2 separate regions of the Macaca fascicularis genome follow, and region 2 is linked to region 1. The links are chromatin contacts, called in public Hi-C maps. All regions are on one chromosome and are shown on one strand. The core of a region is the stretch at or near the end of the contact, and the rest is flanking DNA. Distances in the headings are between cores, read along the strand shown.

Region 1 (4,780 bases), core at 1,195-3,694:
GGTGAAACCCCATCTCTACTAAAAATACAAAAATTAGTGGTGGCAGGCACCTGTAATCCCAGCTACTCCAGAGGCTGAGGAACCAGAATGGCTTGAACACGGGAGGTGAGGGTTGCAGTGGGCCAAGATCGTGCCACTGCACTCCAGCCTGGGTGACAGAGTGAGACTCTGTCTCAAAAAAAAATAAAATAAAATAAAAACAAAAATATTGAAGATTTAAATATGGCTACAAAAAAATAGAAGTGCTCAACCCTGTCAATGTAAGAATAAAGGCAGGGACATCATATCAGAAAGCAAAAGGCATAAAGAAAAACTTTATTTTTCTAGTGAAGATTCACTCACTCATTTGTGTTTATTTCTTTTGGGAGATCTTTCTCTTTTTTCTTTTTTCTTTTTTTTTTTGAGACGGAATCTCGCTCTGTCACCCACCCTGGAGTGCAGTGGTGTGATCTTGGCTCACTGCAACCTCCACCTCCCAGGTTCAAGTGATTCTCCTGCCTCAGCCTCCCGAGTAGCTGGGACTACAGGCACCAGCCACCATGCCCGGCTAATTTTTGTATTTTTAGTAGAGACGGGGGTTTCACCATTTTGGCCAGGCTGGTCTCGAACTCCTGACCTCGTGCTCCACAACCCCCTTGGCCTCTCAAAGTCTTTTTTTTTTTTTAGACGGAGCCTCGCTCTGTTGTCCAGGCTGGAGTACAATGGCACGACCTTGGCTCAGTGCAACCTCCGCCTCCTGGGTTCAAGTGATCCTCCTACCTCAGCCTCCCGAGTAGCTGAGACTACAGGTGGGTGCCATCACGCCCGGCTAATTTTTGTATTTTTAGTAGAGACTCCTGACCTCACGTGATCCGCCCGCCTTGGCCTCCCAAAGCGCTGGGATTACAGGAGTGAGCCACCGCGCCCGGCAGGGGATCTTTTTCTGCACTCCAACAATATCCAAGAAAAACATGCAATTAATTTAAACTCAGGAAATCTTACTTCAGTTCCATGCCCTCATTAGTACTAATACTGTATTTCTTTATTTGAATGTCTACATGTAATTTATCTTTAAAATCAAAGAAACTTCTCCCTGAACCAGTATTTTTAGGAGAAAAAAACATAAAGCTGTAAATTTTGTTTGGTAAGAACTAGTTTCTATGAATCATCTAATGAATTAGTACTTCAATGACTTGCCAGTATTTGTCCTTCGTTTCGTAGGTTGGAGAAAGTATGGCTAATACAGATAATTTTACTGAGGTCAGTTATGAATAATGAGGGTTATTAATCTCTTCTACCCACGATTAAGATAAAGAATTGTCCTAGAGAAAGACAGTCCTTTCAAGGACTTTGCAACCAGCAGCTTTTAGCCAAGAGATACTAAGGTGATGGCGCTTTTCCTTGCATCAGTATTGTGTTATAACAGACTTGGCCATCTTATCAGAAAGCAAAAAGTATATAGAAAAACTTTACTTTTGTAAGTAAGGCATTGGGAAGAAAAAGAAGATTCATTCACTGCATTTGTTTATATTGATTTTCTCAAAATCAGTTGTTCATTTTGAATGACGACGCCTTTACCGCCACGAGGTCAACAAAAACGCACTTGCCTCTCACAATTGCTTTTGCATTTCCGGGACTCTAGCATTTCAGAGCAGGAATTAAAGGCCTTGCCAAGGCTTTTATGCGATTGATGGAAACAAAACAAAACACAGAGGCTACATTTTGAATTTGCTAACTTTTCTTCCTCACCAGCACTAATAGTAAAAACGTTCTTTGTGTCTCTAGAGGGAAAACTAAGACCACAAAAGACAAGAATTCGCACCAAGGCAGACATAAGACATGAGGATGTCTTCCTGACTTGCGTCCTCGTTCTTACCAGCCCTTTTCTAAAGGCACTGTGGCCTCCATTTCTGGCTAATCAGTCCACTTTTGTTCCCCCCGAGGCGTGGGAGGCCAACAGTTAAGCCCTAATAGCCTGCGAAGCAGCTCCTCGAGGAAACGGCTGCGTCCCCGTCGCCTGTGCAGTGGGTGCGGGAGGTGGCAGCCTAGTCCTGCGCTTCTGGAGCGGGCCTACACCGCACCGCCGCATGTGAATTTCAGGAGCACGCAGTGCCGCCACCCGGGAAGTTGCAGCGAGGCTGACCTGAGTTTGCCCGCCGGGGTGGACGGCTCTCCGGGATCCCCAGGGCCCCTCCGCGCGCCGCCCCTTCCCGCGCAGCCCTGCACCCTGGCCCGTCGCGCCCGGTTCCGCGCCCTTCTAGGGGACCATGGCGACGGTGCAGGCATGGACCTGCTCCGCAAAATCCAAAGCAAAAGGAACTTGCCATGGCGGAGGAGAGACGCGCCCTCGGCGGCCGCAGGAAGCCCACAACCAGCGGAACGCGGGGGATGGGGAGAGGAGCGAGCAGGCAGGTTTTGGTTTCGTTTTTTTGTTCCCGCTCCCTTGGAGGCTACGAAGAAAAGGGCGGCCCTTCCACCCGATCCGGCTGTCTGCTACCTCGTGGCCTGTGGGTGGGAGCTCGGACTCCGGAGGGCTGTTGCCAGCGCCTGCCCAGACGCCCTCCGTATTTTTGCAACTTTTGGAAGCACGCTGGAGAGAGGCCGAGAGGATTCCTCGACAGGAAATTTGGGGATTCTGTGGCTGATTCATCAATTATTGCAATTTTGTTTTTACCCGTTTTGCTAAGCAGCAGCAACAACAGCAGAGTTGATTTTAAAAAAGAAAAAACGCAAAAAGAGAAAACACATAGGAGGTGGTGGCCGCTTCCTGTGTTGATACTCGGGGGGCTACGCTTTTCATAACGTCAGTCATCTCGTAGTTGCAGAGCCCTAGATGTCATGACAGTTTTGAATCGCATGCATTAGCATGTAAGGGAGTTACATATCTTGCATGCATGCTGTCTTCTGTGTTTATATATTCGATGCCATGAAGTTGAAGGGCATGTGGCTAAAACCTTTTTACTACATGAAACTTTACAACACTTTTGAAAACAATTCAATGTGGTTTATGCGCACTGTAATATTTCTCCAGATAATTGTCCAAAATTTCCCATAGAGAAGGCTTTTGTCCTCATTAGTTGCTGGCCTCAACCTAACCATCTAGGATATTAAACTGCTACCAGAATTTTACATCCAGCTACCTTTACTTTTTAGAACGTATTCTCTATAATGTTATTGATACCAATTTCTACTTCACACAGATGGTTTTTTACAACAGCAAGTAAAGTTTTTCTAGCATCAGTTTTTAAAAGCCCTTCGCTCAGTGAAATCTGAATGTCTTTCCTACGCCCTTATTATCTGTCCAGCCATCTTCGTCTTCCCCCACCCCTCACCTGTGCCTTTTCCTCTGTACAACCTACCCCAGTTCCCCGACCCCCACCTCAACCCCCAACCCCGTGTTGGTCACCTTCCCAGCCCAGACCAGGAGCCCCCTTGGACCTCTACCGGGTGCTAAGGACACAGGATGAAAGCGCCAGGTCCCTGCCAACAGAGAGCTCACCACTTTGTCCATGCCTTAGTATAGGACCTCTGAATGGCACCTATGGGGACACAGAGAATCTCTGGACAAACTTCAAAATCAAATCAATGAATGCATGAAGAACAAAGGTAGATAGCTAGCAGATATGAAGAAACCCAATCCCACTCCTAAGAAATGGAAATTGAAATAATAAGATACCATTTTTCCACAGCTAGATCTGGAAAACTAAAAAGCGTTAGCCTGAATGTAAGAAAGCATCAGAGTTGCTGCAAGCATAGATAGATGCTAATACGTCTAAAGATTTTTATCAAAATGTAAAGTGCAAAAAAATGTAAAACGCACATATTCTTAGTCTCAGCAATTCTACTTTTAGAACTGAACTTGAAGTTATAGTGCACAAATGGTACTAAGATATTGTATAGAAATTTTATTTTATTGCTTGAAATACAGGTAGTAATATTTTTTTATAAACTGGGATCCACCTAGTTTATCATTGAATGGAGCTATTTATTATATGGCTGATGGTATATCAGTAAGGCACAAGGCTATGAAGATTTTAAAACAATGAGGAAGGGAGCAGTGGCTCCCACCTGCATTCCCAGAGCTTTGGGAGGCCAAGGTGGGTGGATCACTTTGAGCTCATGAATTCAAGACCAGCTTGAGCAACATGGTGAAACCCGTTTGTACTAAAAATACAAAAATTAGCCGGGCGTGGTGGCACACACCTGTAATCTCAGCTACTCGGGAGGCTGAGGCTAGAGAATCCCTTGAACCCTGGAGACAGAGTGAGCCAAGATCACACCACGGTACTCCAGCCTGGGCGACAGAGCAAGACTCTGTCTCAAGAAGAAAAAAAAAAAGAAAAACAGAATGAGGTAGATCTGTAAGTAATTCCCCAATTTATCTTTTCTTTCCAGATGTATGTATCTAAGTGCCGACTTGAATGTCAAGCAAGCATCTGAAATTTAACAAGTAGAACTCTTCTTCTCCCCTTCTTAATTCCCCCTCAAGAATTGGCAGCACTGTCCACCCATGAGCTCAAGCTCATGACCCAGTCCTTGATTTCTCTTTTCCTCATCCTTCTTTGTATACCCCAACAACAGGCCTTCCAGAGGGACCTAGTATCAGTCCCTCTTTCCAGCTGCATCCCTACCATCCTCATCCAGTCTCCATCCTCTCTAGCTCCTCACTCCATTCTTGCTACCACACGCAGAAGGATCTTTTTAAAATGTAAATCAGATTTGACTTCTGTTTAAGTACGTCATTGTTTTCATTGCTTTCACCTGAGCCACAATGACCTTGATCCTTTTTTTCTGGCCAGAT
Region 2 (4,780 bases), core at 1,444-3,943, 140 kb after region 1:
AATGAGATACTCATTTTATCAGATCAATAGCATGATAGCAGGGAGGCAGGAGCATTTAATTCTCCATGAAGAGAATGTGTGTGTTTGGATAGTAGATGAGGGAAAGATTTCACAAAAAGGTGTGATTTTAGTCGACTCTTTTTTTTTTTTTTTTTTTTAAGACAGAGTCTCACTCTGTTGCCCAGGCTGGAATGCAGTGGCGCAATCTTGGCTTGAATCCGCCTCCCAGGTTCAAGCGATTCTCCTGCCTCAGCCTCCTGAGTAGCTAGGATTACAGGCGTGCACCACCACGCCCGGCTGATTTTTGTATTTTTAGTAGAGAAGGGGTTTCACCATATCAGCCAGGCTGATCTTGAACTGACCTCAGGTGATCCACTTGCTTCAGCCTTGCAAAGTGTTGGGATTATAGGTGTGAACCACCTGACTCTTATTTATTACTCTTGAAGAAGGTAATTAATATTCTAAATACATGCTGTAAATAAAAGTCTTCAAAGACACAGAGAAGCTGGCGATCTTAGCAAACTTCAGAATCTGATGAAGTGGGAGTAATCTGGAGATGAAGAACGAGCAGTGGCCCAATCATGGTAGGCTTGCATGTTATGTCAAAAGTTTTGAAATCCATCCTGTTGCTGATGGGAATGGCCATAGTATTTTAGGCACAGGAATGACAACAAAAAAATCTTACATAACATTTTTGAGCTACTTATAAGGCTGAGGCAGGAGGATCATCTGAACCCAAGAAATTCAGGGCTGCAGTAAATCATGATCACACCACCAATTGCACTCCAGCCCAGGCAACAGAGCAAGGCCTTGTCTTTAAAAATAATAAAATTTAAAACATAACATTTTTGGAAGATCAAAGAACCATACATATGAAAGAAATACAAGCAACATGACCCCCCCACCCAGTCCTTTAATTATTAACGGGAAATTATGGGGGAAAAAAAAAAAAAGCAAAATCCCTGTTCTCACAGAATTTATATTCTAATGGGTAGAGGCAGACAATAAAAAAACCACATACAGCCCGGCACGGTGGCTCAAGTCTGTAATCCCAGCACTTTGGGAGGCCGAGGCGTGCGGATCACGAGGTCAGGAGTTCGAGACCAGCACGGCCAAAATGGTGTAACCCCGTCTCTACTAAAAATACAAAAATTAGCTGGGTGTGGTGGCGGGCGTCTGTAATCCCAGCTGCACCGGAGGCTGAGGCAGAGACTCCCTTGAACCCTGAAGGCAGAGGTTGCAGTGAGCCTAGATAGCCCACTGCACTCCAGCATGGGCGAAAGAAGGAGGCTCCGTCTCAAAAAAAAAAAAAAGAAAAGAAATGTAAAAAAAAAAGAAAAAGAAAAGAGGAGCAGCATATTAACAGTAAGGATAAATGACTGTCATTGTGTTTACCGACGTGTCTCTAGGGAAGAAGCCCGGGCCAAATCCCACCCTTCAACCCCCCAGGGGCCTAAGAGAAGAATGCACATCCTCGGGAGCTACCTAAATCTACTGAATTACAATGCATAAAGGCGGGGCCCAGGAAGCTGCAGTTTAATAACGAATATCCCCAGGCCATTGTTATGTACGCTTAAGACTTGAGAACCATTGGCCTCTCCAACCTTTTCTCACTTCACCTATTAAAAGCCCTGTTTTATAGAGGAGGAAATTGAGGCATAGGTTAATTAACTTGCTAAAGTCACGTGGAACCAGAGCTGGAATCTAGACCTTCTTGATATACAGCTCTTTTCTTCTTCTTTTTTTATTTTTTTTCGAGACGGAGTCGGGCTCTGTTGCCCAGGCTGGAGTGCAGTGGCCGGATCTCAGCTCACTGCAAGCCCCGCCTCCCGGGTTCACGCCATTCTCCTGCCTCAGCCTCCCAAGTAGCTGGGACTACAGGCGCCCGCCACCACGCCCGGCTAATTTTTTTTGTATTCTAGTAGAGACGGGGTTTCACCGTGTTAGCCAGGATGGTCTCGATCTCCTGACCTCGTGATCCGCCCGTCTCGGCCTCCCAAAGTGCTGAGATTACAGGCTTGAGCCACCGCGCCCGGCCTCTTCTTTTTTTTTTGAGAGACGGAGTCTTAATCTTACTCTCTCGCTCAGGCTGGAGTGCAGTGGCGTGATCTCGGCTCAATGCAACCTCCGCCTCCCGGGTTCAAGCGATTCTTCTGCCTCTGCTTTCCAAGTGGCTGGGACTACAGGCGTGCGCCACCACACCCAGCTAATTTTTGTATTTTTTTTTTTTTTAAGTAGAGACGCGGTTTCACCATGTGTTGGCCAGGCTGGTCTCGAACTCCTGACCTCAGGTGACCCGCCCACCTCGGCCTCCCAAAGTGCTTGGATTACAGGTGTGAGCTACTGCGCCCGGCCAGCTCTTAGTCTTAAACCTAACAGTACGTTATCTCCTTTTGCTAACTGATTTGTAGCTAAAACTTCAACAAGCACTGGACTTGGAGTTTGAACACTTAGTCTAAAGGTCTACTAAGTTCAGTCTAGTGAGTGTGCGCAATTAAGTCACATTTTGAATTTCAAGTCTCTCGCCTTAGGCAAAACACCACCACCTGATGCTGACCAGCGGGGCGAGACACGGCAGCTGGGCAGGGAAGCGATGCGATCGATAAGTCAGGTGCGCCGCTGACTGTTGGATTGGCTCGAACTTCTCCCGCCAGGCCTAACCTACTCCCGCGCACTCCTGGGCCCGCCCCGCCGCCATCTTGGTCTAGGAGGGAGAGCGCCGCACGCGTGAGTAAACAGCCGGAGCAGGGACAGTCGAGCTCTGGCAGCGTCCGGGTGCTGCGGGGCAGAGGCGGAGAGGACCCTGTCCTGATCTTCCTAGGTGGGATAAATATCGGGGTCACAGTGATAGGCCGCGGGGAGCCCTTAGTCTGCCCACCCTCCGCCCCCTCGCGGCGAGATGCCTCGTTCCCCGGGCTTCTCCCGCCCTCTGCCGATCTCCTCCCTCTGTTGAAAGCTGCCCGGGAAAGTGGTGGCGGGAGCGGGCCCAGGCCCGAATGTGGCGTGGCCTCAGGTTCCTGGTGCCGGGCGCCGGAGGAGGTTCGCGCTGGGGTTTGGTGCTTCGGAGGCCTGGGGTGCAGACGCGGCGTGGCTGTGAGGCCGGGGCGGGCGTGCGGGTGTGAGGGCCGGACTCACACGGCCGCCGCGGGGCTGTTTCCATCGGTCACTGGATTTTCTCCTCTTCCGGTTCGGGCCTCAGGGTGGCCGACATGACGGCCAGGGGTCAGAGCCCCCTCGCGCCGCTGTTGGAGACTTTGGAAGACCCTTCTGCCTCCCATGGAGGGCAGACTGACGCTTACCTGAGTCTGACCAGGTGAGGTCCGCCACGGGGCGTTGCTGGGTGGGGGGAGCGCTCTAGACTGGGGAGAAAGAAGGTGGTTGGGAGGGGCGCGTAGAATGAATATGAGTTCTAGAAGTCTGGCAAATGTGAGGACACCCGAGTCGCGGACGCGTTGTGGGGCGGGGGAGATGTATCCTAGGTGACGTTCCTGGGTACTGCTGCTGGTGCGCTTGAGGTGTGTGTTTGGAACGAGGGAGCTTGCACGTGTTTTGCAAGCGAGGGATTTTTAAAAGTTTCGCTTGGAAGTAGTTGTTGGAGGAGGGGTTTTCAGTGTAAACCTCCGATGTGTTGGGAAAATGTGGCTACCCGGAGTTTTTTTTTTTTTTTTTTTAACAGCCATAAACTGATTTTTATTAATTGCAAAATGCTTCAAAGTAATTTTCATAGAAATGTACTAAACTTTTGTAAAACCTTTTGTAAAGGCTTAGTAAATCGTTAGTAACTAGGGATAGGGATCCCCGTTCTGTCTTTTTGGAGTCAGGCTATCACAACTTGCGTGTAACGGATGTAAAATGTTATTCTGAAGAGTTTTCTACTTTCACTTCTGATATATATTGCATTATATATTCTATATGCCTTTAAGGACTTTACCTACTGGGTTAATTCATTTACAAGAGTTAGAAAGTAATTTTTAAAAAGGTGGTGCATGTATTTTAGGGAGTTTTTTTTTTCCCCCGTCAACTACCTAAACTTGTGTTCTTCCTGCTTTTTAAGTCGTATGACTGGAGAAGAAGGAAAAGAAGTAATTATAGAAATCGAGAAAAAGCTTCCTCGGCTGTACAAAGTTTTAAAGGTATGTATCTGTTTGTTAAATAGTTTTTCACTTTTGGTAGTTTGTTTTTTTTGTTGTTGTTGTTTTGCGGTGGAGTTTCGCTCTTGTTGCCAGAGAGAGTGCAGTGGCTCGGCCTTGGCTCACTGAAACCTCCGCCTTTCAGGTTCAAGCGATTCTCCTGCCTCAGCCTCCTGAATAGCTGGGATTACAGGCATCCGTCACCACCCCGGCTAATTGTGTATTTTTAGTAGAGAAGAGGTTTCTCCATATTGGTCAGGCTGGTCTTGAACTCCCGACCTCAGGCGATCCTCCTTCCTCGGCCTCCCAAAGTGTTGGGATTACAGGCGTGAGCCACCTTGCTGAGACACTTTTGGTGGTTTTTAAAAGTTTTGCCGGTTGACTCAAAAGCTTTGAATCTAAAATATAACAGCAGTAATACTGATTATAATACTCTTTATTGTTACTTAAAGCTTCTCAGGTACTTTCTTAATTACCTTACATGCTTTATCACTTAACTCTCCATAGTTCCATGAGATTATTTCTTAATGATCACTTTGCAGGTGAAGAAATTAATTTAATTTGCCTAAGTTGCCTAAGGGCACTTGAATCTGAGTTTGTGCTCTTGAAAGCAGTGATCAGAGATTAACCTGTTTTCTTTCCTTTGGGAA

What was found. A called contact is a pair of places that touch in the nucleus more often than the background predicts.
Region 2: a Hi-C map of liver shows a contact between it and region 1, with 2.7 times the contacts expected there. The contact joins the promoter of RIF1 here to the promoter of RBM43 in region 1. A contact is called at or near these places in 2 of 2 Hi-C or Micro-C datasets (liver and skeletal muscle).

Annotation. Positions count from the first base shown.
Region 1 is chr12:46,816,840-46,821,619 of T2T-MFA8v1.1, forward strand. It overlaps RBM43 (RNA binding motif protein 43), which reads right to left and starts at 2,445. Exons shown (of 4, transcript XM_005573141.4): 1 at 2,304-2,445. The coding sequence starts at 2,306.
Region 2 is chr12:46,961,321-46,966,100 of T2T-MFA8v1.1, forward strand. It overlaps RIF1 (replication timing regulatory factor 1), which reads left to right and starts at 2,694. Exons shown (of 35, transcript XR_012421104.1): 1 at 2,694-3,313; 2 at 4,055-4,133.